2 separate regions of the Mus musculus genome follow, and region 2 is linked to region 1. Evidence: chromatin contacts called from public HiChIP or PLAC-seq data. All regions are on one chromosome and are shown on one strand. The core of a region is the stretch at or near the end of the contact, and the rest is flanking DNA. Distances in the headings are between cores, read along the strand shown.

Region 1 (5,065 bases), core at 573-3,072:
TTGAATTCAGAAATCTGCCTGCCTCTGTCTCCCAAGTGCTGGGATTAAAGGTGTGTGCCACCACGCCCAGCTCTATTGTGTATTTCTTTCTTTTCTTTCTTCTCCTTCTCTTCTTCTTCTTCTTCTTCTTCTTCTTCTTCTTCTTCTTCTTCTTCTTCTTCTTCTTCTCCTCCTCCTCCTCCTCCTCCTCCTCCTCCTCCTCCTCCTTCTCCTCCTCCTCCTTCTCCTCCTCTTCCTTCTTCTTCCTCTTCTTCCTTCTTCTTCCTCTTCTTCTTTTCTTCTTTCTTCTTCTCTCTTTCTTTCTTTCTTTCTTTCTTTCTCTTTTCTTTCTTTCTTTCTTTCTTTCTCTTTCTTTCTTTTCTTTCTTTCTTTCTTTCTTTCTTTCTTTCTTTCTTTCTTTCTTTCTTTCTTTCTTTCTTCTTTCTTCTTTTTCTTCCAGAGCAGAGGACCGAACCCAGGGACTTGCACTTGCTAGGCAAGCACTCTACCACTGAGCTAAATCCCCAACCCCTCTATTGTGTATTTCTAAACAGAGTATTTTGAGAAACAAGATGCATAAAAATTTCTGTTCTCATTTGGCTCATTTACATCACTGCATTTTAGGATCAGAGCACTGCTTTCCTAGTAACCATGGTGAACTAATTAGATGCTTTGCTATGGGATCAGCCAATTCACAAGTTTCTTATTTCAAGTCAATTGCAGAATTCGACTAAAATCTTGGCACTTCTGATCCTAGAGTCGCATTTTCTACACCTATGTTCTTTATTGTTGGTTTTTTTTTTTCATTGCATTGTATTAATAAAAATGTATTCTTTGAGGATGAATGCAGTGGGGCAGGAGAGAAAGACAGAATTAAGGAGACATGGGAAGTGAAAGGTGTCCCGTCTGGCTGAAGAATCCCACCAGCCGAGCAAAGACTCCCCTGACATTTAACAGCATTTGCTGTTACGGGGCAGTACTCCTTTTATACAGAACTATTTTCAACTAAGAATATTGAAACAGTGACCACACTCAAGGCTTAAGCATATCTGACTTTACTCCTTCCCAGATGTAAACTGCAGTTTTCTGGGACTCTCACACACAAAAGTCTATAACTTCCTTTATAGTAAAAATGTAGCTTAACTCCCATGAACCCCTTGTGCCCAGTGATCTCATTAAGTTCCTTGGCAGTCCTTGAGATGTAAGTCTAGAAGCCAGAAGTGTCAAAGAAAAACAGACAAATAAACCCAGATTTCACGCGAACTTCCCAGATTTGAAAATGTTGTTAAATGAAAAACAGAGAACGGGTGCAAAGTAGAAGGAAACCTGGAAGAGTGCCCGGTGACGTCCGGTTTTAGCAGCCATAGAAGAAACTGATTCTGGGATAGTAAGGAACTTAGCCAAGATAACAGAACAGTATATAAAATAACATTCCTTCTTTCTCAAAGATCATCGCTGGGATGTGTGCTTTAAAACTCTGGAAAGATGCTGGAAAAAAATAAAGGTAGTTGTAGATAAAAAAGTAGGCCTCAAGTGAGCGCGTCTGGCAATCTTCAGCAAACAGCGCGCATTGAATCCCAGCACTCGAGACGCTGATGCAGTAGCAGCTCCATGGGTTCAAGGGCAGCAAAGTCTTAAACAGGGAGCCCCTATCTGGAAAGACAATTCCCGCCCCGCCCCTCCAGGAAAAGCCGGATTCGTCCCAACAATAAAACAACAAAAACGAGGCGGGAGCAGTGAACCCGCAAGGCGGAGCTAGGTTGCTGGAAGGCGACGGATTACGGCCTCTGTCGGCGATGCCTCACGACTCCTGCCGTAAAGGCCCCACGTGGCGCATGCGCAGCTCCTCTCCCTTCCGGGATCCGGACACGGTGGTGGTTGTTGGGCTCCTCGTTCCGCTGGTCCGTCGTCGCCATGGTGAAGCTGAGCAAAGAAGCCAAACAGAGGCTGCAGCAGCTCTTCAAGGGCGGCCAGTTTGCCATCCGCTGGGGCTTTATTCCTCTCGTGATTTACCTGGGTCAGTGATTGAAGAACTTGGGAGGAGCCGCAGGGCAGGGGTTGGTGGGGTCTGAGTCTCCTTTTTTGCCATCCGGGGCTAGGAAATTAAACCCGGCCTCCGCGTTGTCCACGATTTCCGAGGCTGTCTGCCCGGGCTCGAAAAACCATCTTCCAGTTCCTTTTAGCTATTTGAGTAGTGTTTAACCAGTCACACAATCCCTTATATTCCCTACTTAAATCTGTAAAATAAAAGCAAGACCTTTCAAGATTGGTTTTAGGTTTATATGACCCCTAAAGAAAGATTAATCCTCTATTTGACTTTTAGAACGTTTCCCTCCTGTAGGTTAGCCTAAGTGGGAAGACGGTAACCAGGTTAAAACGTCACTGCCTAAAAGCATGATTGTGACCATTGGATGCCTACGCTTTTCTTGTATAATGAAGGATTTCGGTGATTTTTTTTTTTCTCCCGAAAGTTACAGACCCCATTTTGCAGGGAAAGACAGCCATAAAGTTGTACTTTCCTTGCCCAAGTGTCCAGGCAAATATTTTCACCTAGGGCTACACTCTGGAACTGGTTCTGTTCCTGGTTGAGTAGTTTTACAATTTTTTATCTTAATTGCCTTATTCATCCCGTAAGGTAAACAGCAGAGGATTTTAGCTCCAGGTCTCAGAGCTCTAATATGGAATCTGGCGTTTCTCATTAAAGCAGGACCCTCACAAGGTGCTGCTTCTCGTTTGTTTTACATGACTTGCATTATATAAGATAAAATACATTCATTTGTAGTCTTGGCAGAGCCTTTAACTAGGCTGGACATTTCTCCAGGCAGCTGTTGTACCTGTGAGAAGTATGTGAGCTGTGATAACCTGGATATTTTGATAGGACAAGTATTTTTCTTGGTGTTCCTAAGTATTACTGATGAGACAGTGCCTCATGTTGCTCAAGCTGGCCTTGAACTCCTGGTTCTCTTTTTTTTTTTTTCCCTACCTTTCCAGTGTTTGAATTACAGGCCTGCACCGTCACATACAGCTCTTTTCTCCTCTATTTTGAAAGAAAAGAAAATCTCAGACAGTGATATTATATAGGTATCAGATAGATAATTGTGACAGCTTACTTTTTTTGTTTGCTTGGGGTTTTTTGTTTGTTTGTTTTCGAGACAGGGTTTCTCTGTATAGCCCTTGCTGTCCTGGAACTCACTCTGTAGACCAGGCTGGCCTTGAACTCAGAAATCCGCCTGCCTCTGCCTCCCGAGTGCTGGGATTAAAGGCGTGCGCCACCACCCACTGCTGGCTCTACTTTTGTAGGCCGGGTTGTCCATACAGTTCTTTGAGCCCCGCTCCATTTTCATAGTTTGCCTGTAGGTAAGGCTGGGTGAACTCGCAATTCAGCCTCATCTATGGTGTAGTTGGAACTACAGGTGCACTAGGCTCTCCTCTTGAGATACACCTCTGCCCCCACCACCGCCAGATGAGCCCCTTTCATGCAGCCTAGGCTGGCTTGGCTGTAATTTCAAGCTCCTCCTGCCTTCAACTTCTGAACAATGTGTTAAAGTTGTGCACAGCTATGTCCATAGCTAGAAGCTGTAGCTACTTGTCAGAATCTTGGGTCTGAGAACTGGATGCTTCACATTGGTTCCTTTCCTGGGGCTTGTCATGGCATCCAGTAGGGAATTTAAGATTGATGCTGATAGGGCTGCCCTCCCAGCACTTCTGTGTATGTGCCTGTGTGCCTGTTAATCATTTATTCAGGAAATTAATATATATCATCAACAGAGTTTAAATTGTATTTAAATAGTAAAGGTATATTGCTCTAAATAGGTAGATAAATAATATTAAATTATTTTCCCTCCTTTTCTATCTTGAGGCTTGCTTTATCAAGAGAGTAGTTTGTGGAAGATAAAGTAAGATATTCTCAATTACTCTTTCAGAAAAGGTGTCATTTTCCTCTTTCTTTAAGCTTTTTGGAGTTTTCCAGTGTGATTTGGGACTTGTAATAGTCTTGGGAGTGACTGTAAAAGTAAGCCATGCTAAGATGATCTGCTAACTGCACAGTGGAAACAACTGTCCTTTCTGATGAACGAATGGTCATGGTTGCTGCTCCACTTTCTGGTGGAAACTAGAAACCTTCAGCAGCACAAGTCAGCTGAGACGGGTGTCCCAGATTGGATTGTAGACATTTTGTCTGCTGGACTCGTAATTGTTTCATTTGAAAGTTCTTATTTTTTTTCCTTCAGGATTTACAAGGGGTGCAGATCCTGGAATGCCTGAACCGTCGGTTTTAAGGTAATGCTCTTGAATATCAACATTTGAAGACAGATGCTCATATGTTAATTGGTATTAAGTCATTAGGAAGTGGATGACCCATAACGTCACCAGTCATTACAGTCTTGGGTTGTTAGAAGTATTGTGGTCTAGCCTAGCTTGTATTAATTATTGTGTAGCTGCTTTCCTTTCTTCCTCCCACCTTAAAAATCTTTACTTACTATGTTATAACCATAATGATACACATTTTTAAAAGAAAAGAATTAATTTATCCCCTTATGCCATGAAAGGGTAAACTTGTGTATCTAATGCTAACATAGAATTTTGCTCTTTTTACTTAAAATTAGAATTGATAATATATCCCGCTCAGGGACATGCCACCACAGTCTAACTTCCTATAAGGCTTCTCTTAAAGGTTCTATCTGCTTCCAGTATTTTATAGGCTGGTCTTGTTTTTTTTGTTTGTCTGTTTTTGGTTTTTTCGAGACAGGGTTTCTCTGTGTAACCCTGACTGTGCTGACGTATAGGCTTAATTCATAGCACCCAGCTAAGACATAAGTAAGATGAGCATCATTTCCTTAGTTGTGTCAGACCAAGGAAGATTGTCTTTTTTTTTTTTTTTTTTTTTTTTTTTTGGTTTTTCGAGACAGGGTTTCTCTGTGTAGCCCTGGCTGTCCTGGAACTCACTCTGTAGACCAGGCTGTCCTCGAACTCAGAAATTCGCCTGCCTCTGCCTCCCGAGTGCTGTGATTAAAGGCATGCACCACCACGCCCAGCCTGAGAAAGAAATCTTAATAGCTGAAGAGTTTGCTTTCATATCTTAGCTGTA
Region 2 (5,477 bases), core at 1,055-3,554, 480 kb before region 1:
GACAGGCTGCCCCTTCCCTGTGACTGTGGAAAACAGCTTCTTTGCCTGCTTTTCTGTCTTTTTACAGTCAGATCAGGCTATGGAAGTACCAACCTCAGGGTGTTGGGGGAAAGTGACACAGGGTGGGATGGGGGTAGGGAAAATTCTTCCCCACAGCCCCACCTCCCTAGGTTAAGGAAGGGGTGCAGTTGCCTGCCCCACCCCCATATTCCAGGACAGCCAGGCAGGATGGACCTAAGGGCTCTGACTGTTCTCTTCGTTGCAGACCAACATGATTCCTGGCTCCCCAGGCAGTGCAGAACTAGAGAGCGGCTTTAACAGGCAACGCAAGCGCAAACTGTCATTCCGCAGGCGTACAGACAAGGGTGAGATGGTCAAGGGGAGGGCAGGAGGAGAGTGGAGGGCAGAGGGGAGTGCGGGCAGGGTCAGGCTGTGCAGGCTCCACCCCTTGCCCAGCGTTCAGGCACGCAGTCCTCCAGTGCACCCCACCCCCATGCCTCCCTTCCACTGGACAAAGGCTGGGCTTTTGGTCTTTATTATGCCTGAGTGTTGTCTAGCGGGCCTTGACCCCTTAAAGAGAGGAGGGAGGTGGCAGGAGGGAGCACAAGAACAAAGGAATAAGCAGAGGGCTACAGAGAGCCAGAGATCTGGAGTCAGAAGTGACCCCCCCCCCCCGGGGTGTGGCAGGGCGCGAGATAAAACAACTTTGTCCGTCCTCACACTCTGCCCCTTGCTCAGCTCCCCTTGCCCGTCCCCTGTTCTCCCCTCTCTCTGAGGTATGCTCTCTGTTTCCCACAGACACAGAGCAGCCAGGGGAGGTGTCAGCCCTGGGGCAAGGCCCTGCCCGAGTTGGGCCAGGGCCGAGTTGCCGGGGACAGCCGGGAGGGCCATGGGGGGAGAGCCCATCCAGCGGCCCTTCCAGCCCAGAGAGCAGTGAAGATGAGGGCCCTGGTCGCAGCTCCAGTCCCCTCCGCCTGGTGCCCTTCTCCAGCCCCAGGCCTCCGGGAGACCCCCCAGGTGGGGAGCCTTTGACAGAGGATGGGGAGAAAAGTGACACCTGTAATCCCTTGTCAGGTAGGCCTGGGCCTTGGGGTGGGGGTGGGAGTGAGTGAGTGTGGGGGATGGGCAGTATGGGGGATGGGTAGGGACTGGCAGGGGCCTGACTTTCTTCCTGACCCCACTCCTCTCTGGCTCCAGGTGCCTTCTCTGGGGTGTCCAATATTTTCAGCTTCTGGGGGGACAGTCGGGGGCGCCAGTACCAGGAGTTGCCTCGATGCCCTGCCCCTGCCCCCAGCCTCCTCAACATCCCCTTGTCTAGCCCTGGTCGGCGATCCCGGGGTGATGTGGAGAGCAGGCTGGACGCACTCCAGAGACAGCTGAACAGGTAAAGATGGGTGCCCAGGGAATGGGCACGGGGTAGGCTGCACTGTGGGGGAACTTGGGGCCTCTTTGGGTTTCTGCTGATGTTTCAGGGGTGCTCTGTCTAGGACTGTCTGTGCCAGGCAGGTGGACCCTCTCCTTCCTCAGCTGCATGAGGAGGGAGCCTAGAGTGAACCAGCTATCTCCACTTCTGAGAAATCTTCCTTCCTTGCCCCAGGCTGGAAACCCGGCTAAGTGCAGACATGGCCACTGTCCTACAGCTGCTACAGAGGCAAATGACCCTGGTCCCTCCTGCCTACAGTGCTGTGACCACCCCTGGGCCCGGCCCCACTTCCGCATCCCCTTTGTTGCCTGTCGGCCCTGTCCCCACTCTCACCCTGGACTCGCTTTCTCAGGTACATTCTAGAGCCCACTCCCAGCCTCCAGCCGCACCCTCTCTGCCCCAACGACTGCACAGCTGCTGGGTGTGAAATGTGGCTTCCTCACCCCCATCCTCTTCTACCTGCTCCTGCCAGGCAACCTAAGGGCCAGATGTAAACATGATGTCTGAGCCTGGGCCTTGGGTCTGGATGCTGCCTGAGAGTGGTCCCTGCTGTGGTTATCCCCCTCTGACTTTGCCGCCTCTCATCTTGGCTCTTACTCTAGCAGTGCTATAGCCTCCTGAAGGCTGCTGGCATGTCCAGGGTGCCAAGATCAAGGCTCTGAGATAGGACCTCCCTGATCCACATCTCTTCTCTTTGAGTAACCTCCTGAAGGACAGCTGTAGCTGGGTCTTTTCTGCCAGCTCTAGCTTTGATAGGTGCTTGAAGGGGGTGGGGGTGGGGGCTCCTATGGCACCCAGAGGTGGCTTGGGATCTACTCCCACCCCCAGCTCTGCTCCCTGTCCCATATGCTGCTTGCTCCTGTTTGCAGACACCAGGGCCCACGTCAGCAAATGTGCCAGTCTCCCTTCACAGCCTCCCCCGCAGGGATCTCACCAGTAGACACGTCAGCACCCACAAATCCCTCCTGCCCGCCCTAGCGCTCTCCCTGGCCTCAGAGACCTGGCCGCTGGCCCACTGTTGTTTCCAGGGCCCCAGGGTTCTTTGGAAAATTGCAAGGAGGCACCTTGTCTCTCTCTGTCTTAGCTGCCTTCCCAAAGCAGGGACTTCTTATTCCATGTAGGCTTTGCTCCCGCTGCCCTGGCACATTCCCTAGGGAAGGGAGAGGCTAGAGCTTGGAATCCAGCTTCTCCGGGTCCAGAGCAAGGTCCTCTGTCAGGGTGGCTGTGAGTGGCTCTCAGCCCTTTCATTTGGCTCCTGCCACAAAGGTGCATTTCTTTACAGAAGTTGCAGCCTTCTTGTCCCCTCAGGTCCCCACTCTGCCCACCTAAGCCTCTCTGACCTCCAGTCTCCGCCCCTTCCTCCTCCCCCACGTTTCTGACCTCCGGTCTCCGCCCCTTCCTCCTCCCCCACGTTTGAGTGCCTTCTCAAGCTCTGTGGTCTTTGCAGGTTTCCCAGTTCGTGGCGTTTGAGGAGCTTCCTGCAGGAGCCCCAGAGCTCCCCCAAGATGGCCCCACTCGACGCCTCTCCCTGCCCGGCCAGCTGGGGGCCCTTACCTCCCAGCCCCTGCACAGACATGGCTCAGATCCAGGCAGTTAGTGATGCTGCCCACTGTGGACATGTGGCTCACCCTGGGTTCAGGGCATTACCTGACCGCTCTCCTTGGAGACCCTGGTTTGGAGGGGAGACCTGTGCAGAAGCACCTCCATCCCCACCCTTGGGACCAGCATCTCCTCCTGCAATACCCTGGGCCCCACTGGGAGGGGCAGGACAGAGCTGGGCAGTGGATGGGGGTCTGTGGTCCCCCCACTGCCCTGGGGGCATTAGCTGGTCTAACTGCCCGGAGGCACCGGCCCTGGGCCTTAGGCACCTCAAGGACTTTTCTGCTATTTACTGCTCTTATTGTTAAGGATAATAATTAAGGATCATATGAATAATTAATGAAGATGCTGATGACTATGAATAATAAATAATTATCCTGAGGAGACTCCAGGGTGCTGGTTAGCTTCAGCCATCACCTGCTGTATCTCATGTTTATGTTCTAAACGTACTTAAGTGGCAGTGCCAGAGCCTCTGTACAGGGATCCTGGCCTCTCTATGTCCAGGCCTACAGGGGTGACCAGATATCCTTCCCCTTTTCTGTGTGTGTGTTTGTGTGTGTGTGCGCGCACACATGTGCGGGCACATGCCTTCTCATATACCCATGTACCCATGTACATAAAAGATGGAGAGTGTTTCCTGGAGCCAGACAATATGGTCCTGGATTTGGGACAACCAAGCCATGTGGGCTACTTTGAGTCTGATAGGCTACTTGTACCCTGAGTGCAACCCTTCACAATCATGCTGATTTACTTCCTGGGCACTGGTCCTAAGTCAGCCCTACATGGTAAAACCACACACTTGTCCCTCTCAAATAGTTCACAAGTCCGGCATCACACCCACCTGGGTTCTCTTTGGTCAGAGTTCAGCTTCCCTACCCCTCATTGGCTTTAGGTTGACCTTGTATAGTTGGGTCTCACATGGGTCTGGCTTCCCCACTGTGACCAGCACATACCTGTGTCTAGCTCCAGGTGATCTTACCTTGATTACCTTGGTCCCTTGTGACTGTTGGCCACAGAGGAGCTGCTGAGAAGATGGAGGTTGCAAGGTGGCTCATTCTGTTGGAAGTAAGTCAAGCATATATCTTGAGGATAGTGACGATTCCCCTTGCTTATGTGTGCAGGTTTGTGTGCACTTGTGTTGTTGGACTTGTGAACACACCCTGCAGAGATGATGCCTGCATGTGCCAGGCAAAGGCAGCGGTGAGTTTTGCTATAAGGCTGGCTTATAGGTGACAGTGCTGCCAGAGGCTGCCCAGACTGGTCCTCAAGATCCCTCTCCTCCTCTGTCCCTTTGAGATGAGTATGCTAACTTTGAAGATAAGCATGGTAGAGCAGCCTAGAGACTCTCCCAGCACCCAGTCAGGAAGAAGGGAGGGACGTCTCACCTGGACCAGAGCCTGGTGATACTGGAAGAGATAAAAGGAAGAGACTTAGGATTTCCAGGTTGAGGCTGAGTGGCAGGCAGCAGTGGAGTGGCTCTGCTTCTCACTTGGTCCCTCTCTACCTGACATGTCACACCTTGTCAATTATCCATCTGTCTATTAAGTACATATATGTACACACGCACATACACGCACACATCAGGCTGCTCACAACAATCTGTAACTCCACTTCCAGGTGGTCTGATGACCTCTTCTGACTTCTGTAGGCCCCAGGCATGCATGTGCTACACAGACATACATGCAAGCACTTAAATAGATACATAAAGTAAAAACAAAATAAATGTTAAAGAAAAATAAGGTATGGCTTCTGAGAACAGCGTTGTCTACACATGTATGGTACCTCCTGGCAAACTCTTCTCTTAAAAAAAGTTATACTCTGTGTGTGTGTGTACCATAGTGATGTGTGATCAGAGGCTAACTTGTAGAAGTCAGTTCTCTCCTACCAGCTGGATCCCAGGAACTGAACTTAGGCGAGCAGGCTTGGCTGTAAGTGCCTTTTTCTGCTTAACTAATAGGTTTCTATAATACATTTTTAATTTTTAATTATTCTTTATTATTATTCTTTCATACATTATAATATATTTCAATCACAGTTTCCCCTCTTCCCACTCCTCCCCATTCCTTCCCCTCTCCCCCAGATTCACTTCTCCTCTGTTTCCCTTCAGAAAAGAGCAGGCCTCCCAGGGTTATCAACTGAACACGGTATAACAGGTTATGCTAAGACTCATATCAAGGCTGGACAAGGCAACCCAGAAAGAGGAAGAGGGTCTGAGGAGCACGAGAAATAGTTAGAGACATTCCTACTCCACTGTTAGGAGTCCTCCGAGAACACTGAGCTACACCACCATGATATATATGCAGAGGGCCTAGCACAGTCCCAGGCAGACTCAGTGAGACACTATGGTTCCTGCTTAGCTGACTCTGTGGTCTGTGTCCTCCTGGTGTCTTTGACCCTTCTGTGTTTTATTTATGTGTCAGCAGATCCCATAGAGCTATAGTTGACAGTCATGGCT

Evidence for each region. HiChIP or PLAC-seq counts read pairs in DNA pulled down with a chosen protein or histone mark.
Region 2: a contact with region 1 is called in a FOXA1 HiChIP or PLAC-seq map of pancreatic cancer cells. The contact joins the enhancer-like site here to the promoter of Tomm7 in region 1. A contact is called at or near these places in 4 of 39 promoter capture datasets (cranial neural crest, embryonic stem cells, hippocampal neurons and 1 more), 4 of 115 datasets of contacts at active chromatin or transcription factors (the 230-238 cell line, bone marrow-derived macrophages, embryonic stem cells and 1 more) and 1 of 9 other capture datasets (embryonic stem cells).

Annotation. Positions count from the first base shown.
Region 1 is chr5:23,840,902-23,845,966 of GRCm38.p6, reverse strand. It overlaps Tomm7 (translocase of outer mitochondrial membrane 7), which reads left to right and starts at 1,822. Exons shown (of 3, transcript NM_025394.3): 1 at 1,822-1,996; 2 at 4,209-4,257. The coding sequence starts at 1,894.
Region 2 is chr5:24,317,543-24,323,019 of GRCm38.p6, reverse strand. Kcnh2 (potassium voltage-gated channel, subfamily H (eag-related), member 2) reads left to right here. Exons shown (of 15, transcript NM_013569.2): 11 at 266-365; 12 at 799-1,074; 13 at 1,198-1,384; 14 at 1,598-1,775; 15 at 2,871-3,431. The coding sequence ends at 3,020. Gm15589 (a long non-coding RNA gene) reads right to left here. Exons shown (of 4, transcript XR_003955875.1): 2 at 4,002-4,078. Among named protein-coding and RNA genes, the nearest start is that of Gm15589, 8.9 kb to the right of the region's middle. Within about 2 kb of position 2,304, at least 115 of the 459 cell types and tissues checked have an H3K27ac peak or open chromatin away from gene starts, as enhancers often do. A contact at or near this core is called in pancreatic cancer cells, where this site is marked.